6 separate regions of the Mus musculus genome follow, and regions 2, 3, 4, 5 and 6 are each linked to region 1. Evidence: chromatin contacts called from public HiChIP or PLAC-seq and promoter capture Hi-C data. All regions are on one chromosome and are shown on one strand. The core of a region is the stretch at or near the end of the contact, and the rest is flanking DNA. Distances in the headings are between cores, read along the strand shown.

What was found. Promoter capture Hi-C pulls out the DNA fragments that hold promoters and counts their contacts. HiChIP or PLAC-seq counts read pairs in DNA pulled down with a chosen protein or histone mark. Capture Hi-C pulls out chosen DNA fragments and counts their contacts.
Region 2: a contact with region 1 is called in a promoter capture Hi-C map of macrophages, with 7 read pairs. The contact joins the promoter of Mical3 here to the promoter of Atp6v1e1 in region 1. A contact is called at or near these places in 2 of 39 promoter capture datasets (embryonic stem cells and macrophages), 1 of 15 datasets of contacts at CTCF or cohesin (embryonic stem cells), 3 of 484 Hi-C or Micro-C datasets (B cells, CD4 T cells and uterus), 6 of 115 datasets of contacts at active chromatin or transcription factors (bone marrow-derived macrophages, embryonic stem cells, extraembryonic endoderm stem cells and 3 more) and 3 of 9 other capture datasets (adipose tissue, macrophages and pancreatic islet).
Region 3: a contact with region 1 is called in a promoter capture Hi-C map of liver, with 2.4 times the contacts expected there. The contact joins the promoter of Usp18 here to the promoter of Atp6v1e1 in region 1. A contact is called at or near these places in 3 of 39 promoter capture datasets (liver and pre-B cells), 2 of 484 Hi-C or Micro-C datasets (Th1 cells and liver), 4 of 115 datasets of contacts at active chromatin or transcription factors (bone marrow-derived macrophages, double positive thymocytes, memory CD8 T cells and 1 more) and 2 of 9 other capture datasets (adipose tissue and liver).
Region 4: a promoter capture Hi-C map of adipose tissue shows a contact between it and region 1. The contact joins the promoter of Il17ra here to the promoter of Atp6v1e1 in region 1. A contact is called at or near these places in 5 of 39 promoter capture datasets (embryonic stem cells, hippocampal neurons, liver and 1 more), 2 of 484 Hi-C or Micro-C datasets (B cells and CD4 T cells), 7 of 115 datasets of contacts at active chromatin or transcription factors (bone marrow-derived macrophages, embryonic stem cells, extraembryonic endoderm stem cells and 4 more) and 3 of 9 other capture datasets (adipose tissue, liver and pancreatic islet).
Region 5: an H3K4me3 HiChIP or PLAC-seq map of embryonic stem cells shows a contact between it and region 1, with 19 read pairs. The contact joins the enhancer-like site here to the promoter of Atp6v1e1 in region 1. A contact is called at or near these places in 9 of 115 datasets of contacts at active chromatin or transcription factors (bone marrow-derived macrophages, embryonic hindbrain, embryonic stem cells and 5 more) and 1 of 9 other capture datasets (embryonic stem cells).
Region 6: a FOXA1 HiChIP or PLAC-seq map of pancreatic cancer cells shows a contact between it and region 1. The contact joins the enhancer-like site here to the promoter of Atp6v1e1 in region 1. A contact is called at or near these places in 1 of 39 promoter capture datasets (embryonic stem cells), 6 of 115 datasets of contacts at active chromatin or transcription factors (acute myeloid leukemia, bone marrow-derived macrophages, embryonic stem cells and 3 more) and 1 of 9 other capture datasets (embryonic stem cells).

What each region holds. Positions count from the first base shown.
Region 1 is chr6:120,821,285-120,825,716 of GRCm38.p6, forward strand. It overlaps Atp6v1e1 (ATPase, H+ transporting, lysosomal V1 subunit E1), which reads right to left and starts at 1,414. Exons shown (of 9, transcript NM_007510.3): 1 at 1,304-1,414. The coding sequence starts at 1,336. It overlaps Gm38889 (a long non-coding RNA gene), which reads right to left. Exons shown (of 3, transcript XR_869411.3): 3 at 2,524-2,632.
Region 2 is chr6:121,128,788-121,132,920 of GRCm38.p6, forward strand. It overlaps Mical3 (microtubule associated monooxygenase, calponin and LIM domain containing 3), which reads right to left and starts at 2,235. Exons shown (of 32, transcript NM_001270475.1): 1 at 1,983-2,235.
Region 3 is chr6:121,243,677-121,247,858 of GRCm38.p6, forward strand. Usp18 (ubiquitin specific peptidase 18) reads left to right here and starts at 2,230. Exons shown (of 11, transcript NM_011909.2): 1 at 2,230-2,386.
Region 4 is chr6:120,459,997-120,464,652 of GRCm38.p6, forward strand. Il17ra (interleukin 17 receptor A) reads left to right here and starts at 3,201. Exons shown (of 13, transcript NM_008359.2): 1 at 3,201-3,470. The coding sequence starts at 3,333.
Region 5 is chr6:120,509,634-120,513,818 of GRCm38.p6, forward strand. Hdhd5 (haloacid dehalogenase like hydrolase domain containing 5) reads right to left here. Exons shown (of 8, transcript NM_144815.2): 7 at 998-1,186; 8 at 1-829. The coding sequence ends at 502. Among named protein-coding and RNA genes, the nearest start is that of Gm38888, 11 kb to the left of the region's middle. Within about 2 kb of position 1,723, at least 34 of the 459 cell types and tissues checked have an H3K27ac peak or open chromatin away from gene starts, as enhancers often do. A contact at or near this core is called in embryonic stem cells, where this site is marked.
Region 6 is chr6:121,158,130-121,162,724 of GRCm38.p6, forward strand. It overlaps a transcript of Mical3 not described here. Among named protein-coding and RNA genes, the nearest start is that of Gm30842, 23 kb to the left of the region's middle. Within about 2 kb of position 2,277, at least 37 of the 459 cell types and tissues checked have an H3K27ac peak or open chromatin away from gene starts, as enhancers often do. A contact at or near this core is called in pancreatic cancer cells, where this site is marked.

The DNA of each region.
Region 1 (4,432 bases), core at 164-2,663:
TTAAAAACTTCAATGTACATTTAATATTTTAAATAAATTTCCCCAAAAATGATTATATGCACTTAAAAAATACAACCTTATGCAGGTTATGTACAAAACACTGGGCATCTCGGCACTCAAGAGAAATGGCGTAAGGAGCAAGAGAGCACTGGGTCGTAGTGGTGTTTGTAATCCCAGCACTCGGGAGGCAGAGGAAGGAGGATCTCGTTGAGTCAGAAGCCAGCCTACTCTACAGAACAAGTTCTAGAGTTACATAGAGAAACACTGTCTTGGAAAAACAAAACCAAACAAACAAAAGGGGGGGGGGGGCTCAGTGGTTACCATTAAGAGCACTGGCTGACCTTCCAAAGGGCCCAGGGTTCAATTCCAGGCATCCACATGGCAGCTCACATTTAATTGTAACTCTTGCTCCAGAGGATCTGACACCCTCAACTCAGACATACAAGCAAGTCAAATCACCAATGTATATTAGAGATCGAGAAAGAAATAGAAAGAGAGAGAAAATCAAGAGGCCAAGCCCATTCTCAGTTAAAACGATTGTACACCAGCCTGGGCTTCAGGAGACCCTGACCTGAACTCATGATTTAAGTACTATTTTCCATAAACTCTAACTCATTTCTGTGGCTTGTGAGTGCAATCAGAAGAGGCTTTCTCGGGTTGGAGAGATGGCTCAGCGGTTAAGAGCACTGACTGCTCTTCCAGAGGTCCTGAGTTCAATTCCTCTTCTGGTGTGTGTCTGAAGACAGTGTACTCATATAAATAAAAATAAATAAGTAAATAAATAAGTAAAATAAAAAGGCTTTCTCATTCGACAAATATTAATGTGCACCTTAGGTTCATGATTACGTCTGGAGATGAATAACCCCGATTTAAATAACGAAGATCCTCAAAACGAAACGCAAGCTGCTCTTTCCCCTCAGTCTCTTTCCTGTACTATAGTGAAATAGCGCTTCAGGGAAAACAAAAACAAAATACTTTTAACCTCTGCACAAAACTCTTCCGGATTAAGCGTGGAAACGCCAGAAAAAGGGGGGCTGGCGAGATGGGAGGCAGTCAGCTGCGGGCTCTGTGACAGGCAAGTGGAAGCAGGAGACCAGCAGTCACGTGAGATGCGGTGCAAGGCCCTCTCACTCCCCTGGGTCTGCGAACCATCCCGGCACACACTACCCGCGCCCGAGTGTCGGCGGTCCGCCAGGCTCGCCCGATGAACGCAGGCCACCCGAAGACCCTGCTCTGCAAAGCAAACGTCAACACTGTCCTCCGGACGGCACTGCGGCTGCGCTACACCCAACCTGGCCCTCACCTGCTTCTGTACATCTGCATCGCTGAGCGCCATGGCGAAGGCAAAGTCCGGCCAGGGGACAGCTTCGAATCTGGGTTCAAAGTGGCGGCGGAGCAAACCTGAGACGAAAACCCTGGGAGGTCCAGCTTCCTTTACTTTATAAACCCCGCTTCCGGTTCCGGCTTGGTGACCAAGGGGCCGTAGCCTTCTCAACCAATAGATCGAGAACTGTGCCCGCGGAAGTTCTGCCTTGGCTCCGCCCTTTCCCAGGCGCATGCGCAGAGCGACTCTTTTTTTTTTTTTTTTTTTAAACTGACTCGTGACTGCTTGGCAAGGACAAAATACTTCAGAGACTTGAGAGAGCTTTAGGGATTCCCTCCCTCCTTCCCTCCCTCCCTCCTTTTCTCTTCCTTCCTTCCTTCCTTCCTTCCTTCCTTCCTTCCTTCCTTCCTTCCTTTGTTTCTTTTCTTCCTTCCTTTTTTTTTTTTTCTCTTTTTCGAGACAGGATTTCTCTGTGTAGATGTGGCCGTCTTGAAACTGACTTCATAGACCAGCTGCCTTGAACTCACAGACATCCTCCTGCCTCTGCCTCCCGAGTGCTGGGATTAAAGATGTGCTCCACCACCACCCGACTAGGGATTTTTGTATCAGACTTTAATCAGAATTATTTATACTTCTTCAGCGGTTGTTTTAGTAAAACAGTTGAGTTGTTTGTTTGTTTACAAACAAAAGGTTTGAACTCCTGAGTTTCCTGCCTCCATCTGCTAAGTGTTAAGATTATGGACAAGGGACCGGAGAGATGGCTCAGTGGTTAAGAGCACTGCCTGTAACCACAAAGTAGCTCACATCCCTCCTTAATGGTATCCCACGCATGCCCTCTCCTGGTCTGTCTGAAGACAACGACAGTGTATTCACATAAAATAAATAAATAAACCTTAAAAAAAAAAAGATTACAGACACGTACCAGGTTAAGACCCCGGTAAACAGTTTACATAATTTACTCAGCACTCAAAACCAAAAATAAAATGTAATAAAATAAAATAAATAAATAAAAGCATTGCGTGGGAGGCATGCCTTTAATCCCAGCCCTTAGGAGGTAGAGACAGGTGGATCTCTTTGTTAGAGGCCAGAGTCTACAGGGTGAGTAAACCAGGCTTGGTTAACAGTGAGTTCCAGGATAGCCAGGGCTACATAGAGAAACTTTGTCTCAAATAAACACATAAAGATCTACTCACTGCTTGTGACATAGCTCAGTTGACAGAATGCTTGCATAACACATGCAAAGTGTTGGTCTATCCATGAGCTGGTGTGCGGCGAGGCATTCTTGCAATCCCCACATTCAGATGGCCCCTGGAAAATCATAAGTTCCACATCAAGCCTGGAAATTTGAGTCCTGCCTGGACTAGAGATTAAATAATAGTTTTTATTTAAACCCAAGCCATAGGGCTAAAAACAGGGCTCAGGGATTAAGAGCACCCTCGTCGAGAGGGCTCAAGTTTAATCTTCAGCACCCCTATGGCAGCTTACAACTGTTACTCCAGTTCAGGGAGATCCAATGGCTTCCATGGGCACCAGGCATACAGGCAAGCATCCATATACATTTTAAAAGAACAAAAACAAAACCCCTAACAGATTTAGCATTAATATAAATAAGCCCTTCAATATTTATTATTAAATAAGAATTGTGTGAAGGGCTGGAGAGATGGCTTAGTGGTTAAGAGCACTGACTGCCCTTCCAAAGTTCCTGAGTTCGAATCCCAGCAACCACATGGTGGCTCACAACCATCTGTAATGAGATCTGATGCCCTCTTCTGGTGTGTCTGAAGACAGCTACAGTGTACTTACATATAATAATAAAATAAATCTTTAAAAAAAAAAAGAGTTGTGTGAAAACATAGCATTTGGACTGGGTATGTATACAGGGCCTAACAGACCACTCCAATGTGCAGTTTGAGTTCAGGGTTTAAACTTTTCCATCCCTAACTCTTTTTAAAGAATGACAGGTTTGCCGGGTGGTGGTGGCGCACTTGGGAGGCAGAGGCAGGTAGATTTCTGAGTTCGAGGCCAGCCTGGTCTACAGAGTGAGTTCCAGGACAGCCAGGACTATACAGAGAAAACCTGTCTCAAAAACAAACAAACAAACAAACAAAAAAGAATGTCAGTTTTATATTACCTATAGTGTTACATGGATATAAATTAGACTTACAAGTCAAATATTGATAATAAATCATAAATAGTTATTGTCTTAGTCAGGGTTTCTCTTCCTGCACAAACATCATGACCAAGAAGCAAGTTGGGGAGGAAAGAGTTTATTCAGCTTACATTTACACACTGATGTTTGTCACCAAAGGAGGTCAGAACTGGAACTCAAGCGGGTCAGGAAGCAGGAGCTGATACAGAGGCCATGGAGGGATGTTCCTTACTGGCTTGCTTGAGTTCCAGTCCTAACTTCCTTTGGTGATGAACAGCAATGTGGAAATGTAAGCTGAGTAAACCCTTTGCTCCCCAACTTGCTTCTTGGTCATGATGTTTGTGCAGGAATAGAAACCCTGACTAAGACAAATTGGTACCAGCATAGTGGGATAATCCTGTGACAACCTGACCATGTTTTGGGGAGGACTGTGGAAGGACTTTGGAACTTTGGGCCGGAAGATCCATTCGATGTTAAGAGCTCTGTTGAATGTTGTGTAGGAGCTTGGAAGATACTGCAGAAGATGGAGGCCTGAGCTTGGAAGATAGTGCAGAAGATGGAGGCCTGGTTTGTGAAATTTCAGAGGGAAGATTAAGACTCTTATCAGGGCCATTGCTATTTTGATTGTGAAGATTCTGTGGTTCTGGTTAGCTAAGGCTGAAGAATCAGCTGTGATTAACAAGATACCAGAACTACTAAAGCAAAAACTTTGCATTACCAGGACTGTTGATGCTGGAGCTAAGAAATTAGCAGTGATTAAAAAGAGACCAGTATCACTGAGGTGAAATCTTCTGGAAGTGTTTTCTGAGAACACAGAGGCTGTGTTCCATAGGTAGCCAAGGTTGTACCTTGTGCTGTGGCTGGATTTGGTAATGTTACCCAGGTGGTACTGGTTTTGAAGGTATGAAGGTATCATGAAGAGCAGCTGAAGTTTGGCACTGTGAGAGTCATGGAAGGCC
Region 2 (4,133 bases), core at 985-3,484, 310 kb after region 1:
GCTGCCCTGACCTTGTAGGCTGGCTCTGACTTCTCAGGCCTGGAGTGTGAGGCCTTACCTAATTTCTGTGAGCACAGCAGCCTTTGGGGAACTTGCTGCGCAGTTTCTGCCTCCCACCTGCTTCCCAGCATTTATGACTTATGAATATTTATGAGATAGCTTTAGAATGCAAAGTTTAGAAGCCCTTTGCTTCCTGGTCTATGAGTGTATTTGTGAAGAGAATGCTACCCTAGTTATCCAGTTCTCGGAAAATGGAAATTTTTACTATTTCCCTTTCGGTGTAGGAGGGCTTTAAAGCCATAATGAATTCAGTCTTGAAAAGGATTAAGACTATAATTTCTAGGTCAAATTGTTTGCTTTTTTTCCTTTGTTCTAATGCCTACCATATTCTTGCCTTCTCTTTCTTTCACTCTCTTCTTTCCTCAAGATCTAATATAGACCAGGCTAGCCTCAAACTTGCTCTATAGCTGTGTGGCCTTCAACCTGTGATCCTTTGTGACCACCTCCCAAATGCTGGGGTTCCAGGCGTGAATCACCGTGTTCCATCCACCTCTTTCCAGCAGCCATGCTTCTTGCGGCTGAAGAGTGGGACAGTTATGTGTGACTCTGCTAAGCACACAGACACGGACCCCATTTCTACAGGAACCCGCAGTTTTCCCTCTGCAGTCCCGCAGAGGCTCACATTTCCTTTTCTCCTTGGTCTGGAATATAGGTCAGAACATTTCTTCAGAGAAGGAGCCCATTCTGAGAGAGGCGCGCCCTCTCTGCTTCGAAACATCCCTCTCGCCCTCAGCTGCTTCAGGTAGTCAGAGGTCCTGCCTGCCGAGGTCCAGCCTCGGCTCCTGCATGCTTTCTTCCACACAGCGGCTAGTCGCGCATCACAAAAACAATATACCCCGCCCTCCAGCAGCAGCGTACGGAGTTCACCTGTATACGTCATCCTGATTAGAATGGTGGCGGGCAACCTCGGTGCTTTAGAATCACTTGGGAAGACCCCAGTAGCTAGGGCGGACTACTGCAGGGGCCAGCAGTGCAGCCGTCCCTTTATCGCTCATTCCATCTAGGTCTCTCCCCCTTTTCTCCTGTCTTTCCAACGCGATACATTCTAAACACTTCGTCCTAGTGCCATGGCTAGGCAAGAATAGATTGGGGGTGGGAGGTGGGAGAGGAGGGGTTGACGGGGGTGGGGGTGGGGGGGGGAGAGGACCTGACGAATATACAGAAAGTACTTTGCCCTGGAAACATGCTCCCTCGGTTCTGAAACAAACGCAGTGCTCCGAAAGTCTCTTTTCGCCCTTCCATTGACTTCCAGAGGGGAACCAACATAACCATCCCTTTGTTAACGCTCGACAGAGGCTGACTTGCGCCGAGTCCTCCGCAGCCAGGGGCACGTGCATGCCTGTGCTTGTGGGGATGGCATCTCTGGCCTGTTTACCCGGTTGTGGAGGCGAGCGCCGGCGCCCTCTACTGGACCGAAATGAATGTCCCTCCGAGTGTAACAATTGTCGCCTGTGGATGAGCTAATGGATTCACATTGAGCTTGCAGGAAGGACACGGTGTCGTGAGGATCCCCGGGCAGTCCTCCGACTGGCATACCACTGGCTTGCCTAGGGATGTTATTTCTTTGGTGGGGGTTGTGGGGGGGTGTTAAAGAATAAAGAAAATTGGACGGTATTGGCTAAGAAACTGAGCGCTGTGTTTCTCAGTCTTTGGGGCGTGTGCTTATGGTGCACGGTATCCGCTGATGGGGCGTTGTGCGGTAAAGGAGACAAGGATACCCGGGTGTAGCTCCCACTGCTTAAGAGAGCCATGCGTTTAAAGGCAGACAGAATTGTTCCAAGAATCCCACATATGTCAGAAAGGCAAAGCAAGGCATAAACAATTGAAAGATGTGATAAATATTTTTAAAGGCGTCAATCAAGACACAGAACCTTTTTCTTTAAGGGGTTTGCTCACCCAAGGGGAGATTTGGTGGTACTTACGGACTTGGGGCTTCACACCCGCATCTTCCTCGCCGGTGAGAGCTTGCCTCCCCAGATTGGCTGGTCCTCAGGACACAGGTGCTGCTGTTGTGGCTGCATGCATCCTGAGTGTGGTGACTCCACCTTCCAGCTAGAATCCCATCAAAGGTTCTCACTCAGAAGCCCCGAGGCACACTTCTTTCATCGGAGCAGCGAAGAAGGAACGAAGAACCCGGGGTCTGCCTCTGTCTGTCCTCCCTCACCGCTGCATCTCAGCTAGGGCTGCAGAAAGTGCCGTAGCAGAGCTGTCTAGGGCTCCTCGCGGTTGCCACGGTAACCAGGAGCAGGCGCCTACCCTGGTGGCTGGGGAAGGCTGTGGAGGAAAGGTAACGGATAAGCGATGATGCGTTGGCCTCTCTCCTGGGCATCGGTTGAGCCTCAAGTGACCCAAATGAAATGAAGTTCCAGCACAGATAAATCGTTCTTTCGACTCAAACCTAAATCCAAACCCGAACTACCCCTGCTATCCTTTTTCTCCTCTTTTCCCTCCCCAGTCAACACACACAGGAACATCATAAGGATTAGAAATTCCAGCACTATCCCAGGCGCCCTGCCCCAGAGGATCCCGCTGCACACAGAACAGAATGTTTGCTAGGCTTGCTCTTGAAAACAGAACTCCCAGCGGGTGCCAGCCGCGGGCGAGCTCCGGGGAGCTAGAGAAGGGACCAAGCAAAGGATGCTAATGGGAGGGTCATTTAACCTCTTTGAGCCCTAGGATCAAAGATACAAAGTTGTCTTAGAAAATGCTTATCAAATTAAGTTGTTCTTGTTACAATGTTAATTTTGATCGTGAACGCAGGCTTTGATCCCCAAAGACTCAATCCAAAGGCCATAATCCTAAGTGATAAAATATCTCTAAATTCTAAACCCTGAAAGATTAACACCTTAACAATATAATTATTCTGGAAAACAATTTTATTTCTTTTTATTCTTTCCTTTTTAAAAGGCAAGAGTCTCATTAAATATGGAAGGCTGGCTTTGAACTGTATATTAATAGTTAAGGGTGACTTTGAACTCCTGACCCTCAAACAAACAAAAACAACACTAAAATACTAGAGAGAAAAATTTTTTCAGTGAAGAACTGGGGAAGCAACTCAGGACATGGGGTTCTTATTCACTATGTAAGAGTTCTGTATCCAACAATGAGGGAAACAGAAAAGCAAAAACAAAAAGTTAAAAAGAAATTGGACAAAAAAAAAAGTGTACTTCAAGAACAGATTAAGCCAGATGTAATGGTGCACACCTTTAATCCCAGCACTTGGGAGACAGAAGCAGGTGTATCTCTGTGAGTTTGAGGCCAGCCTGGTCTACAGAGTGAGTTCTATGACAGTTGGAGCTTAATAGTGAGACACTGTCTCCAAACGAAACAAAATAAAAGGAAACAGAAGGTTAAAGGACTGAAGCAAAGGCTCAGTGGTTAAGAGCATTGACTGCTCTTCCAAAAATCTAGGCTTGATCCCTAGCACCTACACGGTAGTTAACCACCATCTGTAACGCCAGCTCCAGGGGTTCCAATACCCTCTTCTAGACGTCATGGACAATGGCATGTACCTAGTGCACAGATATGCATGCAGGAGAAACACTCATATATACATACACACATGAGAGAGAGAGAGAGAGAGAGAGAGAGAGAGAGAGAGATTCAAGGGGGCAATGAGGACTCAGCAAAGAAAGGTACTTACTGCTCAGACTGACAACCTGATTTTGGTTTCTAGAACCCACATGGTAGGAGAGAATGGAACCCCAAGTTCCATTAGGAGGTCAGAGTACTCCTAATACTCCCCCACAAAATAAATAAAATTAATGAATTAAACATAGATCAAAAGCGGTAGTCCACAAAAGCTGGCTAACTTCCATGATCATTAACTATAAGATCCTGCATCGTGGTGATGCTTAGAGATCTCCTGGGATAACCCAGCCCCATCCATTTTCCATCCAGCATGGCTCTTTTGAAAATTCCTCTATGATTTTATACACACCGACAAGAGCATTCCCTATTAAATGCTCCCATCTCCCAGGCCTGCTTCTGGGCTGTTTTGGGCATATGGCACCTGTTCCACACGTTCTCATATACAGACCACAGGCTGGCAGAAACAAACCTGGTGAGTGAGC
Region 3 (4,182 bases), core at 980-3,479, 420 kb after region 1:
GCTTTTCTTTGCCCCAATCCGGGAAACACCATCTCCCTAAGCATCTCTGGTTTCTTTTGTTTGAGAATAACCACTAGAAGCCAGAAGCCATGTTGCCTCTGAGTGTCATCCATCCATGCACTCTCAGTGGGGCAAGCTAGGGAATGTACGCACACATACACACGCACCCCTCTCTAACTACTCACCGAGAACCACGGATCTATGCGAACCCAGAGCTGCAGGTCTTGGGTCCCATTCTTCACCTTCAACTCTATTCCGGGGCAATTTCAAGCAAGTGACCAGTTCTAAACTGTTGTGGATTTGCTCACTTAATTCTGCTTCTGGGCATAACTAGTCTCTCAGCTCTACCAGTGCCCTCTCACGTGGACCCATTCCTCACCCTGCCCGTGTCTCCTCAACACATGGAACCCCACTCCAGTTCTCTAGGCTCTGAGGCCCAGGCGAGCCACATCTGCTCTATATATGAATGGATTCTCTAACTAGAGTAGGTTCTGACATGGGTGGTGGGCATATTGTCTCTCCACCAAACCACCATCCTGGGTCACTGTGGGGCACTGCTGGAATCTACTTCAGGAATGCTTACCAGCTCAGTCTACCACCTGGTTAGAGCCCTGAACTTTTCTGAAAGGCAAGGAGAGACCAGGGGTAAGAGCATGGAGAGTCCTACTAGGAGTTATAATGGGTTCTTGCATCATCTAGGTATCTCCTGTCCATGATTGACACTAGTCCACTCCGTACTGGTACAAATGCCAATCACTTGCTTCACTGAACAAGCAGGGTTGGGAAAAAAAAGTTGCTTGGCTATAAGGAGCTGTTTGCTAATCACCACTGGGAACAAATACAGTTTGTTCCCTAGAACTCTACAGGTACGATATATTGATCAAACTATCACATTTTATAACATCCTCTTTTCATCCTCCCCCCCCCCCCCACCAGTTTTTGATGTTCCTGTTTTTGGATACAACCAAACAGATAGAAGAAGAAGAAGAAGGAGAAGAAGAAGAAGAAGAAGAAGAAGAAGAAGAAGAGGAAGAAGCTGGTCACATAATTGATTGATTTGCAAATGTATTGGAGACTTAATGTATTTGTCCATGATATGTGCAGATGCCACATTGTCTACCTCAACCACTGATCAAGAGACTTTGTTTTACCCTGAGGGCCATACCCCACTTTCTATTTCCAAACATGGACATCTTGGTTTATTTTCAACAGCTGTGTATAACTCATGCTTCACACACACACACACACACACACACACACACACACACACACACACACACACACACACACTATAGGCAGGCAGACATATTTGTATATCTTACGTTGAACTACAATAGCAAAACAGAATATAGACTCTTCCAGATTTCATAAAGTCCTGGTAGCTTTCGATTAGGGGTATGTATCTCTCTGTCATCTTTGTCCAGTGCTGGGGGTAGGGAGTGGAGGACCCCTCTCAGAACAAGCGCATGGGGAAACCTCATTCTGACTAGCCCAGCAGCTAACAGATCCCCCTCTCCCTCAACTTATAGCCTCATATACAAGATACATCTGTAAAGAGCTAGCAAGCATTTCATGTATGTACATCCCAGAGCCTCCAAACCCGGCTCGGCTTAGACTGTATTTGTTCCTCGCAGAGCTGTACCTTCATGGCCACCTCGTGTGCTAACTGCAATGGTCTGCTATTTTCCACAAATGGTGGGACTGGTCAGAGGTCCCGTTAGAATGTTGCTTTCAGCACTTAGCCATTTGTCGTCCTGAGTTAGTCATAACCTCTTTGATAAAATAAAAACATTTTATCCTATAGAATTGGGGTTAAACGTAGAGGCACAAAAGAACATTGTGCAGATAAACTTATCTTCAGTGTTTAAGGATAAGCCTGGCAATTAACAGAGATGAAGTAAATGTTATCGCTGTCTCCTTACCCCCTGGGGACAGCCTCAGCAAGGGAGTTATCTGCTGCTGGCTTTCAGAGCAGAAGGTACAGCAACTGGGAGTATTTCCAATCTTAACATTGCAGATGAAAAAAGAGAGCGTATCCAGGAGTTACCGGGCCAGGTCCGGCTTGTCGTGTCCTGGTGTAGGCGACTGGACTGCGGGTTCTGTAGGGGCGCGTACAACCGCTCCGCCCGCCCGCCCGGTGCCTGAGTTTCGCTTTCCTTTGGATCTAGGGGAAAACGAAAGCTTGGCGGTGAGGGGGGCGTGGCCAGGCGTGCAGAAGGCTTGGCCGGCAGTGCCAGGGCGGCTGTGCCTAGGGGACAGCAGACACTCCTGAGCTGAGAGGCTGGGAGGCAGCAAGACTGCTCTGCTCCGCGGTGCCGCGTCCTCTTCTGTAGCCCTTTGCAGATGCTGCTCGGTCTTCGCTCTTTGGCTTGACTCCGTGCTTGAGGCAAGTTTGGGGCTAACTTTGAAAGTGTCCTTTATCCGCCAGAACTTTGCTTATACATCTCCAGATGATTAGGAATTTCCTTGGGTTCTGCAAATAGTGGCGGTCTGTATTCTTGGCATGTATATACTGGGCCAATGGATTTGCTTCCCAAGCATTTATATTATTCAGACTGTAGTCGTGATTTATGTTTAATTTAAAAAAGTAATTACCAAAGTGGCTTGTTAAAAATTCAAACAATGCAGACAGATGTGTAGAGTTGTTTCTCTTAATTTGCAACTCAGTATCATTTTTATGTATACTTTATCAGAAACATTTCTAATGGATATCTTTAACATTGCTCTGTGTCTTGCTTCTTGTTCTGTGCCTTTCTAGACCAGTATTTTAACTGATGCGTTGTATGAGAAGTGCGGATTTAGTTAAATAATTCATGGACATTTAGGTTCGGTCCTGTTTTTCCTGGGATAGACGTTTTATCAACAAATATCATTTTTATGCTCTTGTGCAAATACTCAGTCACACGTTAGGAGAAACTCCTAAAATAGAAACCAGCGGACTGAGAAACCGGAGAGATTTTTGTCCAGTATCATAAGTCAGGGTGCTTTAGACCTGTTCCCTGGCCTGTTTTTCCATCTTCTGTAAAGAAAGCTAAATATACCTTTAAGAAAAAACAACAACAAAAACCAAACAAACAAAAAAACACAACCTCCCCCAACTCCCCTGGAAGTCCAAGTTTGTGGTGTTTCAAAATTACAACTTAACTTCATACTTAATATCTTTAGAATTAACTCAAAAAGTGAGGCAAATATTTCAGAACATTTTTAGAATGTTTCCTGTGAAGTGTCCTTTGTGTGTTTGAATACCGTCACCTCCTTTGTTCATAAGAACTAACTGGGCAGAAAGTGGCGTAGCAGATGAGGTGTATGCTCCCTTCTGACTCACTACGCACTAGCAGAAGACTTTAAAAAGAGAGAGAGCTTTTTGCTTGCTCTCTCTCTCTCTTTTTCTTCTTCTTTTTTCACTCTGGAAAACCGTGCTTCATGGTCTTGGCACTTTTACGCAACATGATGTTTATAAGGAAGAAAATCACGTTGTCTCCCAATTGAGTGTATCATGTGACTGGGCTGTGGCCAGAGCCCCAATGGGCACATGAAAGGTGTATCAGCATCTCCAGGCTGAGGGCATGTCTAAGGACAGGCTAATGCATATCATCCCACACCGGCCAGAGGAGCCCCAAGTAGTGTGTTAGTCTGGGTTTCCTCTGGAGAGATCTGATTTTGTCTGTTACAGCACCATAGCTCAGAAGAGGCGAGCAGATTGTTAAGAATGAAGGCAACGCCCAGAGCAGTAGTTCATACCTTTAGAAATCCCAGGGATTTTAGCCCTAGGAAGGCTGAACGAGGCAGGGGGAGTAGAGTTTGGATCTGGTGTTTCAGCTCACACTTGTAATCACAGCATTGGAGGGGGCCGAGGCAGGAGTTTTGCTGAGACTCTGAGGCTAGCCTAAGCTACATAGTGAGATCCTATTTAAAAACACCTGTGCGCAAAAGTTTGAGGCCAGGGGATTTCAATACCAGGGCTTGTCTCAGAAGGTTTGAAGACCAGGCTACTTAGATATTGCTGGCATTGTGAATTTTATCGGGCATTTCTATCTGGGAACTGCTCTCCCCAGACCCCCAATGTGTAACAGCTAGGGAGGGACTCACCACCCAGAATTCCCGTATTGTGTCACTGGCTCGCTAGCTCTTGCTCTCAAGACCCTTGCTGATTCTGTAGCCTGTGGTGGTTATTTCCACCAT
Region 4 (4,656 bases), core at 1,951-4,450, 360 kb before region 1:
TATAATGTATAGTATATGGCATATAGTATTTAGTATATGATCTATGATAAATGACATATGACTTGATATAATGAATTATATACAATATATAATACTTATTATATTGTACATTAAGTAATATAGTGTCTATAACATATGTTATATTATACATTATGTTATAAATATTATAAGGGAATTTTTTGTTTTTTGTTTTGGTTTTTCGAGACAGGGTTTCTCTGTATAGCCCTGGCTGTCCTGGAACTCACTCTGTAGACCAGGCTGGCCTCGAACTCAGAAATCCGCTTGCCTCTGCCTCCCAAGTGCTGGGATTAAAGGAGTGCACCACCACGCCGGCTGGGAAACATTTTTTTAAGTTTAGTTTATGTGTATATATGTCTTCCCTGTATGAATGTCTGTGCACCACTTGTGTGCCTGGTGCACTAGAAGGTCAGAAAAGGTTGTTGGGCCGGGCAGTGGTGGTGCACGCCTTCAATCCCAGCACTTGGGAGGCAGAGGCAGGTGGATTTCTGAGTTCGAGGCCAGCCTGGTCTACAGAGTGAGTTCCAGGACAGCCAGGGCTACACAGAGAAACCCTGTCTCGAAAATACAAAAGAAAGAAAGAAAGAGAGAGAGAGAGAGAGAGAGAGAGAGAGAGAGAGAGAGAAAGGAAGAAAGGAAGGAAGAAAGAAAAGAAGAGGATGTTGGATCCCCTGGAACTGAAGTTATATATGGTCGTGGGCCACTATATTGGTGCTTTATTGAATCCAGGTCCTGAAGAAGAGTGGTCAATGCCCTTTACCGCTGAACCATCTCTCCAGCCCTGAGAATTGTATTCTTACTGGTCTCAGATATTTTATTCTTCTCCTTTCCACAAAATGAAACCTGGCAAATATCATATGGCTACTAAACCATACGCCATTATTAGCTCGAAACCCAGGATATTTCCAGGTGATACAATTCTGGAGACCGGAGAAGTAATTCCACCAATGAGAGGTTTTCCTGATCAGCATCATTGAAGAGTACATAAAAACTTAACAGACTTGTGTAACAGCACAAGTATGTTCCTAAAGTGCTGTATTTACTGAATCTGTTTCCTGGAAAAGTAGTTAATAAAGCTTATTCTCAGAGTGTTTAAAAAAAAAAAAAAAAAAAAGAAACCTGCCTTTCCATCCCTAGCTTGCCGCTGTGATGTCCGGATCAGAGGCTTCATCCTCCCCTTTCCTTTGTGAAAATCCCAGAGAGCGTCACCGAGGTCCTTCGTGGCTGCTGGTGGGGGTCCGTGTAAAATTCCTGCCGAGGTCACTCCCGAAGTGAGTCTGTGCTGACCACCTTATGCCACATGAAGGGATCCTCCAGAGCGGGCTCCTTAGGGCTACATGGAGGTTTCCTGCGCCTGCCCAAATCACTCCCCCTGTCTCTGGTCCCTCTTGGGAGACAGGAACCTCAGATGAGAGTCTGCACATGCTTCCAGCCTGTCTCACACAACCTCAGGGATGTCGCAGCCACCAAAGCAGGCAGTGTTCTATAGTGCGGTTCTCCTGCCGGGCTTCGCGTGGTGCTTCATGCCGTGGTGCTAACTTGAGCTTTGCGGTCCTGGTTTACTTCTGGTTTGGGGTTTCTGTCAGTCTAGAAATTAGAGTGTGGGTCCTCATCCAAGCCCACAAGACAACAGGGTGTACCTCCCTGTGCCCTCCCTCCACAGCCTTGGGCGGGCTGAATTAGACCTTGTTTTGCTGCAGTAGGCTAGCCCACCTAGGGTGGAGTCTTCTGACCTAGGTAAAGTCTATTGTCCTGCCACTTCTGCAGCTTCCCACGAGATCCTGGCATAGTGGGGGATGGGGCCCCCCCTTTAAATTTCAAGGATTAAACATTGGGCCTTGATCAGAATCTTTGTCTTGGTCTCATTCTTCTCTAGTCATCATTCCTATCCAACCCCAGCTTTCCTTTCGGGAACCCAGTTCTCCGTGGCCGCTGGCGACTACACCTCCCGAGATGGGAATCAGCTCCCAAGAACCTTGGTAATAAAGAGAGAGCCCCTTGTTGGGTCTGAGAAAATAGCCAAAGGGTTTCAGTAAGACAAAAGTTTCCTTCTGCAAAACGGTGTACAGCCGTGTCTTACTGAGCGCATAAGCGCATCCAGTGAGAGTCGCGCTTGGTTTTATTCCCAACGTTAAGGGGTCCTGTGCCTTACTCCAGGTGGTCAGATCGTGGCCTCACATTCTTAGATGTTGCGGTTGATACCCAGAATGCAGTTTTTAGCAGCGGTGCAACCATGAGCACATATTTTCATTACAAGAAGTGTTAGTCTTGGAGAAATTTGAATTCCTAGTGGCTTCTTTGAATTTTTTTTTTCTCTCCAGGGGGTTCTAGAGGGCATCCCCAGGCCTTGTCAGAGACTCTGTCCGTTGTACTGCTCAGTCCCCCATCCTTCCACGCCTCTGCCCTCAGCCTGGCCTCAAACCTTCCTATGCTGTGTACCTTACCCAGCCAAACTGCACTCGGCGAGGCCACAGTGAGGCTCCTTGAAAGAGCTGGCTGTCTACACAGGCTGTCTCCGTTTCCCTCCTCTGATCCACTTTTAACCCTTCATACTTAGCAATGCTACCCCCCCCCCCCCACACACACACATCTCTGTTACAGAATGCCGTGTTTGCTTTAGTCCAGCCATGAGGTGACTAATTCACTGTCCAGGGTTTTGTTTTGTTTTGTTGGGTTTTTGTTTTGTTTTGTTTTGTTTTGTTTTTGAGTGTGCAAATGTATGATTCAACGCTGAAAGGGAAAAAATATAGTTTCATGGACTTGCTATATGAGACTTAAGCTACATGATCTGGCCATCAAAAACTAGAACTTTGTAGAAAAAACAAAAAAAACAAAAACGAGAAATAAGCATTACGACGATGCGATGGGCTTGTTTCTCCATAAAAACTGAAAGGGAGATTGAGCAAACAAACTCCTTGGAGTCCCGAGTCGGAAATTAGACTAAAATGATGAAACAGATCAGTGTAAACCGGGAGGGTACGATGGCGAGGACAGTCATAGCTCCACAGCAAGTTGACAGCGGGGCTCGGCTCCTTAAAACGGGTTCCTGGGCTCCTATCTTACTTAGCTGAGCAACATCCAAGGAGAGCCAAAGAGGCCAGGAGCACACCTGGGCCAAGGCGGAGGCGGGGCCAGAGGAAGGACAGCCCCCACCCAAGCCCCGCCCCGAGCGGCCCGCCCTCGGGGGAGCCGGAAGCGGGACAGAGGAGGCCGTGTGAAGCCGACGAGCGCCAGTCCTCGGCCGGGAAAGCCATCGCGGGCCCTCGCTGTCGCGCGGAGCCAGCTGCGAGCGCTCCGCGACCGGGCCGAGGGCTATGGCGATTCGGCGCTGCTGGCCACGGGTCGTCCCCGGGCCCGCGCTGGGATGGCTGCTTCTGCTGCTGAACGTTCTGGCCCCGGGCCGCGCCTCCCCGCGCCTCCTCGACTTCCCGGCTCCGGTCTGCGCGCAGGAGGTGAGAGAAGCCGGGCGGAGCGGGGATGCCCGGGCCGTCGGGGGTGGTGGAGAGGACGGCGGAGGGTGGTGAAGAGGTGTCAGAGGGGCGGGCGTCGGGAGGGCCGTCGGGAGTGCGGAGGGCTGTCAAAGGTGCTGAGAGCCGTCGCGAGTGCGAAGGGGCGGACGGCCCAGGCTCTGGCGGGCCCGGGGAGGCTGAAAGTCCGCCCTAGGGGCTCGGAGGACGGTCCCGGGCATGGGCGCAGCGTGGAGGCGCGCTGGCAGCGACTCCGGGAGTGGAGTCGCGGTGAGGGGGAGTTCTAGGGAAACTACGCGGGCGGCGGAGTCACTGGTAGCGCGAGGCGGGGTGACAATTCCGTCTGGGCCTCGGAATTGGAAGATGGAGGCACCAGAGGCTGGCAGCTCGGGATGGACATGGACCTAACCTTGGCAGGAGCTGAAATAATCTGGACTGGCCCCTAACTCCTTGCTTCCTGAGCAGTCAATCCTCCAGCTCTCCCATGCTCAGGTGCCCCAGCCTGGCCTCGGGGGTCCCCACAGGTTGGGTAGTGCGGGCGAGCCCAGTGCCCAGGGGAATCAAACAGGATGTGGGTTGAAAGATGCCGTCCATCCCATCTTTTTTTCACCACCACGTGTGTCCCAGAACCGAGCCTGCCAAAATTGAGTTAACATGTGTGGAAGTCTGCCAGTTTGTTACTGCCAGGGAGGACCACCCCACCCCCACGCCCCGCTGCGCTCTTAGGAAACTGACACACCCCTGGCGGTTGAACCTTACTTACTGTCAAAACAAAGCATAACAAAAAAACAGCGAACCTGTGCAAAACCTAGTGTCTGTTCCACGCATAAACTTTCCTCCCTGTCTCCCTTCAAGCCTTCTCTTCCTCCACTGGTTTTTCCAGCCCCTTCCCCTCCACTTCCACAGCTGACCCCAGGAACTGTGTCCAGTCGCTGAGTCGGAGGATATGAAACAAAAGGATAGTTCTTATCTAATTTTGTAGATTTACCAAAAGAGGGTGGGGAGAGGGTGACTATTTTTACTGGAAAAACTGTGTTTTTTAAAAAAGTCTGAGGGCTGCTGGGAAATGTCATAGTGCTCCCCGTACTGGGAAAGTCAGAGTGACATCTTCAGACAGGGCCAAAGTGTCAAAACATAGAGGATTGCTGTTTGTGTCTGGCTAGTCCTTTGC
Region 5 (4,185 bases), core at 473-2,972, 310 kb before region 1:
TGACCAAAGGCTCTCCCTCCACAAGTTTCCACATAACGTTGCACTGTGCGGTTTTTAAAGTCCTGACTGAGGCAGGTGTGATGGCACCCACCTTTGATGCCAGCACTGGGGAGGCAGAGGCAGGCAGATCTGAGTTTCAGGACAACCTGGGCTACATAGTGAGTTCCAGGACAGCGGGAACTACAATAGTGAGACGCTGTCTGGAAAAAGAAGGTCCTCACTGAGAGGACCTGACACTGAGGCACAGAGGTAAAGGGACCAGCATGAGGTCAGACTGCAAGAGACGCACAGGAAGGGCCCAGAAATCCATCCCTTCTCCTGAGATGCTGCCCCAAGGGCTTTCTGTAGCTACTGAAGCTACAGTCTTCTCTGTCCCAGGAAGTAATGGCAAGAAGCCAGGCTTGGACTTGATGCCTGTGACCCAGACCACAGCCGGGCACACAGGATTCCCTGAGCGCATGCTCCAACAGCCCCCTCTGCCTCTGCTACATCTCCGTCCCCTCAAGCCCAACCCTCCTGGTGGAAAACCAGCTGCACAGCTTCGTTTACATCATGAACAATGTGGGAGGCTTCTAGGAGCCCTGGACTGAAGCTGAAGTCTCGGTGTCCGTGGAATGGAAGCTCTCTCCTTCCAGGAGGAGGCACTTGGGAGCCTGGGTCCTGAGAACTGTATATGCCAGTGCATACCAGGATGGAAGCACAACTCTGGGTTGCTGAAGGCCGCTGCTTCTGTTGCCCACCAGTCTGCTGTTCCTCCTCTCCACGATTGGCCATTTGCAGGTACTGATGGAATAGGTTGGCACCGTAGACATCAGACATAGGGTTATCACTGGCAGGGCAGCAATACCAGAGGGCAAAGAAGAAAAAAACCTTAGTTTAGTGTTTCGAAGCTATCAGAACAGCCTGGAGGTGGTGTGACTCAGCTTCGGGGAAGCCTGGGTGGTGTGGGCAGAGGGAAAGAAAAGCAGCTATGATAATGGAGAGGCAATGGACTTACCCTATAGCATACAGCTTCCTGATGGGGGCGGCCCAGCCCCGCCTCTCAGCCTGCTGCCTGATCACGTCCTCTGCATACTGGTAAGTAAGGATGCTGGGTTTGCCCATCAGACCCTCGTATTTCAGCTCATTGCCTGTTATTTTCCGGTAGATGGTTTCCAGGCAAAGCAGAAAGGTGCCATGACCAAACCTGCCCAAGAAGAGATCTCAGCAACTTAGCCTTGAGGCCATCTGCCACTCTCTAAGCTGTCTCCAAGCAACCGACCTGTATCCCTCCCCTAGAGTCATTCACATGAAGAAACTGAGGCAAGAGCAGGCAGTTTCCCCAGGGTAGCAAAACTAGGGTGAAAACCCTGAAAGGCTCACTCCCAAAACATTGTATTTTGGGTTTTAAAAAATTAATTTTATGTACCCACATGTGCCACAGTGAGCATATGGTGGTCAGAGGACAACTTTCTGGAGTCAGTCTCTCATTCCAACTTTATATGGGTCCCAAGGCTCAAACTCAGGTGGTCAGCTTGATAGCAGGCATTTACCCACGATGCCATCGTACCTGGCCCCCAAACCCTAACACTGGTGCTCCACAACTGTTGGCTGCCAGAGTGTGCTCACTGCCTCCCCTGCAGCTAGGTGTGGCCACCTAGTACACGCGTGAGCCCCACTGAACAGTCGCAGAAGCAGAGGTGCTGGCCTGGCTGTGACAAGAGGTCACAAGGAGGCACGCTCTTCCTGACCTTACACAGCCCCACAGCTCAAGGCGTGGTCCCAGCTGAGGATCCCTTGGCTGGCGCTAGAGTCTTCAGCCAGCTGAAACTGGAAACACATCCCTGGAGGCTCCCTCCTGTCTACCTCACTGCCTCCTAGCTATCAAAAGGGAACAGTTTTGCTCCACAACTTGCTTCCTATCACAATATTAGGGTCACCACAAGCACCAAATCAATAGAGCAGAAATTAACCTTCCTCCTTTTAGGTTGTTTATTCAAGTATTTGGTCAGTGTTGCAAGCTAACAGCCCACTCGACTGCTTCCTGCCCTCTGAAATGCTAATGTGATGGCTAACACTCAGGCAGCCATTTAGAATTATACAGGCATAGCCTAAGGAGTGTGCTGCAGAAAGGAGTAAGTGTCCTGAATAAAGACTGCCCGTAGCCTGATTGCTACCTTCTTTAATAAGAAAGCCAGTATGCCACCTTGTGTAAAGTGTGTCTGTGTTCTGTCCTCAGCGCTGACCCAATCCTAACAGACACTGCGCTTGGCATGTAATATTCAATGTCCCCCGTTTACATACAAATTTCATTTCCTGGCTGGGGGTGGTGATGCACACCTTTGAACTCAGCACTTGGGAGGTCAAGAAGCAAACAGGTCTCTTCAAGTTCAAGTTCAGCCGTCTTATATAGGGGATTCTAGGCCAACTGTCAGAACTCAGTCAAAAGACTGACCATGGTGAACAATATCTTGGGGAACTGTGAGAGAGGCGACAGGAAAAAAAGAGGTACGTTTTGTTGCTGGATGTGAGTTTTGTGCCTCCGATGCAAACATTTGCATTCAACTTATAAGGCATGCTTATTCTTTTTTTTTTTTTTTTTTAAAGTTTTTTTCGAGACAGGGTTTCTCTGTGTAGCCCTGGCTGTCCTGGAACTCACTTTGTAGACCAGGCTGGCCTCGAACTCAGAAATTCTCCTGCCTCTGCCTCCCGAGTGCTGGGATTAAAGGCATGTGCCACCACGCCTGGCGGCATGCTTATTCTTGTTGGATGTCAGAACACAGCTATAGAACCCACTCTGGTCAGTGTGCCCTGCATCTGGACATGGCCTCCTGCCTCGCTTTCATGCTTTCCCAGATATCATCTATAGTACGCACCAGGCAATTGTGTTTAAGTTGGTCTGTCCTGAGGAAGCTCTGAGAAAGGGCTGTGCTGTTAGGTTAATATTTAGTATGCACTCACTGGTGTTCATTTCCATGTTCATCTGAACCACACGACCTTCCCTGGGTCACTGCTTTCTTTGTCACAGTTGTGTATAAAAGTGAGTGCACTGAAGCTGAAGTAAGGCTGTCCACGGCATTAGACTACAGTCCGCCCTGTTCTTTCAAGTCCTCATGAGGATCCCAGGTCTCCAGAGAATCAGATTTCCTCATTGGCCAAAGTCAACACCAATCAGGTGGGCTAAACAGGGAGACCCCATCTCAAACAACACAGCATTACAACAACAACAAAAGAATTTCATTTCCTTTTTGTTTCTTTGTTTTTATTTTGTGAAGCAGGATTTTGCTGTATCCCAGGCTGGCCTAGAACTACACATGAAGTCCACATAGTGTCACACATGTGGTTCTCCTGCCTCTGTCTTCTCTTGTGTACCACAACAACCAGCTAACTTCGGGATCACGGAGTAAACAGAGGCAGACATGGTGACACACGCCTGCAATCCCAGCACTCAGGAGGCTGGTGGAGGAAATTATGATTTAAGGCTAGCCTGTACTCCACTGTGAGTCACAGACAAATCAAAGCTAACGAGTGAGACTCTGTCTCAAAACGATACAAAAATAATTGTGTGGGGGAAAAAAATCTCAAATATGGCTTCTTTGAATAAAAACAAAAGTTACCTCAAATCTGGCCCATGCCCTGTTCTCCTTGTGCTTCTCACCTGGCAGCTACAGGCCCTGAATCGCATGTCACAACTGTGGTGGCTTGAGCAGGTAGTGTGTGAATGCTTGGCCCACGGGGACTGGCACTATTAGGAGGTGTGGCCTTGTTGGAAGAACACTGTCACTGTGAAGTCCTATGTTCCAGCTCCACCCAGTCCCTTCCTGCTGCCTGCCAGTCAGGATCAGACCTCTCAGCGCCTCCAGCACCATGTCTTCTGCACACTGCCATGTTTCCCACCATGATGATAACTAAACTTCTGAAACTGTAAGCCAGCCCCAATGACATGTTGTCCTATATAAGAATTCCCTTAGTCATGATGTCTCTTCATAGAAATAAAACCCAAACCAAGGCACTAACTCAGAGACAGTATCTAACCTCAGGCTACAGAATACACTTAAATGTGACACAAACTACAGGGGAATTGAGGCAGGAAGGTAATGAGCTGAAGTCAAGTTGGGCTGTATGGTACAGTATCACCCTAGCTCACAGAAAGAGAAAGAAAAGGAGGGAGAGAGGGAGAGTCACAGGGAGGAAGTCCTGCCTCTT
Region 6 (4,595 bases), core at 1,027-3,526, 340 kb after region 1:
GTAGCTCCTTAATATTATTATGAATACCACCCTTACCTTACCAAGAACTGCTCTCATCTATGTTAACTACCCTACTCTGCTTTGTAGAAGGAGGGTCTCTCTCTCTCTCTCCCTCCTTCCCTTCCTCCCTCCTGGCTTTGAAGATCTTTCTATATTATGTCTTTCAGCTCCATTTCTCTCTTTGCAAGTCAATGTCCTCAGTCTTTCTGATCACCCTCCCCCTCCTCCCCCTCCTCCCCTCCCTCCTCCTCCATCCCTCCCAAGCCCTCAGGACTCTCATCCAGTCTGATAGATTCTCATACCATGTGGATGCAAACTTGTGGATGGAAACTCCACTCCACATCCTGGTCTCTCTGTTCTTTCCTGGTCTCTAACAGGCCACTCAGACTCCACCCATCCAAATGAAAGCCCTTGGTCCCTCTCCAAGCCCATCTGCTTTCAAAGATTGTTCCATCTTCCTGAAGTGGTGTGTCTTCTCAGCTGTGGGGGATCCATTCTAAGTCTCAGTAGAGGATGTTCTACCAGGGGCTTAGGAAAAGACCAAAATCTACAATTTGAAGAGTGGCTCTGCCAGTGGCGTATCGGTCCCACGTGACTTTTGTAAAGTTAAAACAAACAAACAAACAAAACCACAAATAGAACCATGCTAAGTGAGGAACGTCGGTGTCCCATGCACACATGCAATACAGCAGGGCTGCGAGGTACAGACCCATGACTCATATCCTAGGAGGGACAGAGGGGGCCTGTGTGAGATCTCATGCTACTCAGAATAGCCAGCAATTTAAAAATGTAGAAATTATTTATTTCTGGAATCTTCCATTTAGTAATTTCCAACCATAGGTAATTGGAATCGTGGGAGGTCTGCTGGTAGGAAGTGCACTGTAAACAACCCCAGGACCCTTGTGTTCCTCTTAAGTCTTGAAGAGCTCTGCTCTACATTCTCTCCATGTCACTCTCATCATGCATTTACTGATGGGCCAGAACCCTGCTCCATTCACTGCCATGCACCTCTGTCTTCTCTTCCTCGGACCAATGCCCCATCCAGGTAATCCAGGCTCTATTCTTGCACCCTGGGAAAAGCAGCCTGGGGGTGGGAATCTCCTCTTCCTCCTCCTCCACTTCTTCCTTCTCCTTCCTCTCCTCCTTCTCCTTCTCCTCCTCTTCTTCTCGTTCTCCTTCTTCCTCTTCTTCTCCTTCTTTCTCTTCTCTTCATCTCTTCCTCCTCCTCCTCCTCCTCCTCCTCTCCCTTTCGTCTTCTAAGACACTATCTGGCCCCATCTGATCTTGAACTTGCAGTTTTCGTACCTGATCTTCTGAAATGCTGCAATTACAGGCATTCTTTACCACACCCAACTCCCATGTTTCTAAAGCAGATCTTGCATCATCGAAGTCTTCCCCTAAAAACATCCAACAAAATCTTTCCCATGGCCCACAAGGCCCTCTAAAACCCGCCCTTCCTGTTTGCGGCTGCCTCTCTGCCCTCTCTATCCCCTGTGCTATTATGGCCTTACCTGTCTCCCTGATCTCACCTGTGCATCTTCATCTTTCAGGTGTTGGACTTAATGACACCTGCTCAGACAGTTCGCCCAAACTTCTGAGCTAAAGGAGCCCCGGTCGCTTATCTCTACTTAATTCTCTGTGTAGTACTTATCAGTACACAACTATGTCATACAGTCATTATGTGTCATCCGCCTCCAACAACAGCCGGGCCCCACACTTTGAACTCTTGAATGTAAGCAGGGTTCTGCCTACTGGCAGTGTCTAGTGCTTTCACTTGGCACATGGCAGGCACTGAATATTTGTGGGTGCTTCCTGACTCTTGGACTATGGTAGATACCCTTGGAGGATGTTGTAGAGAATGTGAGACCTTGCCCCTCCCATAGGTCTTCGTCCAGCCCATGGCCTTCTGCCTCTTCCTGTTTTTGTCCCCATTTCCTAATATGAGATGCTAGCCAGGTGGGTTGTTGGAGCAAGGAGTAGGTGGGAAGAGTGGGAGCCAACATGTCCACAAAAACACAGGCCAGAGTCCAGATTGATGGTATTGAGCCTTGAAGACTTCAGCTGCATCTAATTTAACCTGGGCCGACTCCCTGGAACCTTGTGGGCTAGTAGTCTGATTTCTGCTCTTTTCCAAGCCTCAATTAAGGGAGCAACAAAAGCTCCCTGTTACAAGCCACGAGTGGTGATCTCATCAGCTAAAACAAATATTTTCTTTCTGGTTATATTTATAGAAGTCTCTCTTGTTTCCTTGCATGACCCTGGCCGACATCATTTCTTTACCTTCTTATCTGTGACCGCGTGTGGGGGAGGCAGCTTTATAGCTACACCCCCTGGCTGTGCTGGCTTTCCAACTCTCCTGTTTTGCTTAGCGTTCATTTGTAGGGCTCTTGTCAAGTCAAACAGTCTCTAATCTCCAGTAACCAAGGCAGTAACTAGTACTATTCTTTTTTTTTTTAAAGACACATTGGATCCAGCCCGGAATTTTGATTTTTCTCAGCGACACCTCTGCCCTCCCTTGGTGCGGAATTTGGTATTTTTCTTTTCTTTCTACCAGTCAAATGCTTTTGGATTTGAGGCCTTCCTCAGTACCACCATTGAGTGGAAAGCACACACCATTCCCATGATCCCTTAGACTCATACCTGACTTCCTCCCACTGTGTCGGCTCCTTCCATCCATGAATGTCTCTCAAGCATTCAGAAAAAGGTGCTGTGGTCACAGAAGGAGACACTAAAAACTCACTCCTTGCACAGAAAGAAGCCAGCTACGGTGCCTTTTGGCCTTTAGTTCTGATGTTTCCCTCTTCGTCGTGGCTAAACTCATGGCTAAGCGTGGCCTAAACTCTGCAAGAGTTTACAGAGATCAAGGGATATCTGTCCACTAATAAGCCCAGTAACATCTTCAGATAGGAAGGGAAGAGGCGCTGGCTGGGACTGTAGGTTGGAACAAGCAGAGGAAGCTGCTGCTGCTTATTGGAAAACTTGGATCCACGCATCACAGTTTTAAAATCAAAGATTTAGACACGATGTCTGCCAAAAGGTCTTTTATTATTCATTGGAGACGTATGAGACTTCCTCAGAGGTGTGCTTTAGAAGCAGAAATGTCAACATCCCTTGGAATAGTTTGGCGATTTTATGGCAAACGAGAACAGTTTTGAGGTCTGGGAAGTTCTAGGAAAGTCAGAACTCGTGATTTACACAGGCTTTGTCCGAGTCTCTGCAGTCAGAGCTTCAGGCTTCAGCCATCTTCACCTTTCCAAAAGGTAGCTGTCAACCCTCACTGATCCAGATGGAGACGGAAGCAGGTGTAGGTGGGTGTGTGAGGGGAGGAAGGGCTCTTGTGGGGCTCTCTGGTGTTCAGCAGCCTACGACCCTAGGGCACCAGCTCTGTGGATGGGCCATGACGCGCTGGGATTTGTTGAGATGGGTTCTTGGGGCAAGCTTTAAGACCATGAAGTCACTTCCCTCTACTCTTGATTTTTGAACCAGAATCTTCCTGGTGCTGATCCACATCCAACTTTGGCTTTAAAGGTATGAAAAGAGATTGGGAACGATTGGATACAGTTTGTGAATAAGCAACAGCAACATGTGACCGAATACTTGGAAATCGATCTTTTTCAGAATGTGCTTAGGGTGGTCTTACGGTGTGAGAGAGGACGGATGGGGAATGGTGAGAAATGCTTCTTTTTCTCTGCACTTTTGGATGTGGGCGGGAGATACGTGATATTAATGCTTAAAAAAAAAACTCTACTGAGAGGCAAATACGAAGCAGACTGGGTTGGGTTTGTAATTCCAGAGATGTAGGGTGTTTTAGCTGGTGTTTCATTGCTCTGAAGAGACCAAGGCAACTTTTATAAAGAACAACATTTAATTGGGGCTGGCTTACAGGTTCAGAGGCTCAATCCATTAACATCAAGGCCAGGAGCATGGCAGTGTGCAGGCAGGCATGGTGCAGGAGGAGCTAAGAGTTCTACCTCTCCATCTCAAGGCTGTTAGGAGAAGACTGGCTCCCAGATGGTTAGGATGAGGGTCTCAAAGCCCATCCCCACAGTAACACACTTCCTCCAACAAGGCCACACCTACTCCAACAAGGCCACACCTCCTAATAGTTGCCACTCCTTGGGCCAAGCATATTCACATCACTACACTGGCTTACAGTTTCAGAGGTTCAGCCCATTATCAATCATCATGGCAGGAAGCAAGGGAGCAGCCAGGCAGACTTGGTGCTTGAGAAAGAGCTGAGAGTTCTATATCTGGATCCAAAGGCAGCCAGGAGAGACTGACTCTTCTGCACTGGGCGGAGCTTGAACACTAGGAATCCCCAAACACTGCCTACACAGTGACACACTTCCTCTAACCAGGCCACACCACTCAACAGTGCCACTTCCCATGGGCCATGCACATCTACCACATAGAGTTAGTATGAGAAGGTACTGATCGGAATGTGTTGTTAAGTCTGGGTCCATCAGGTTATGTAGTTTCTGGTTTTTCTTTTTCTAGATCATCTACAGATGATCAAAGCAGAGCGAGAATTTTGTTACTGCGGATCTGGTTGAGTTTACAGAGGACCTGTGACCCAGGACCTTGGTAGGGCCCTG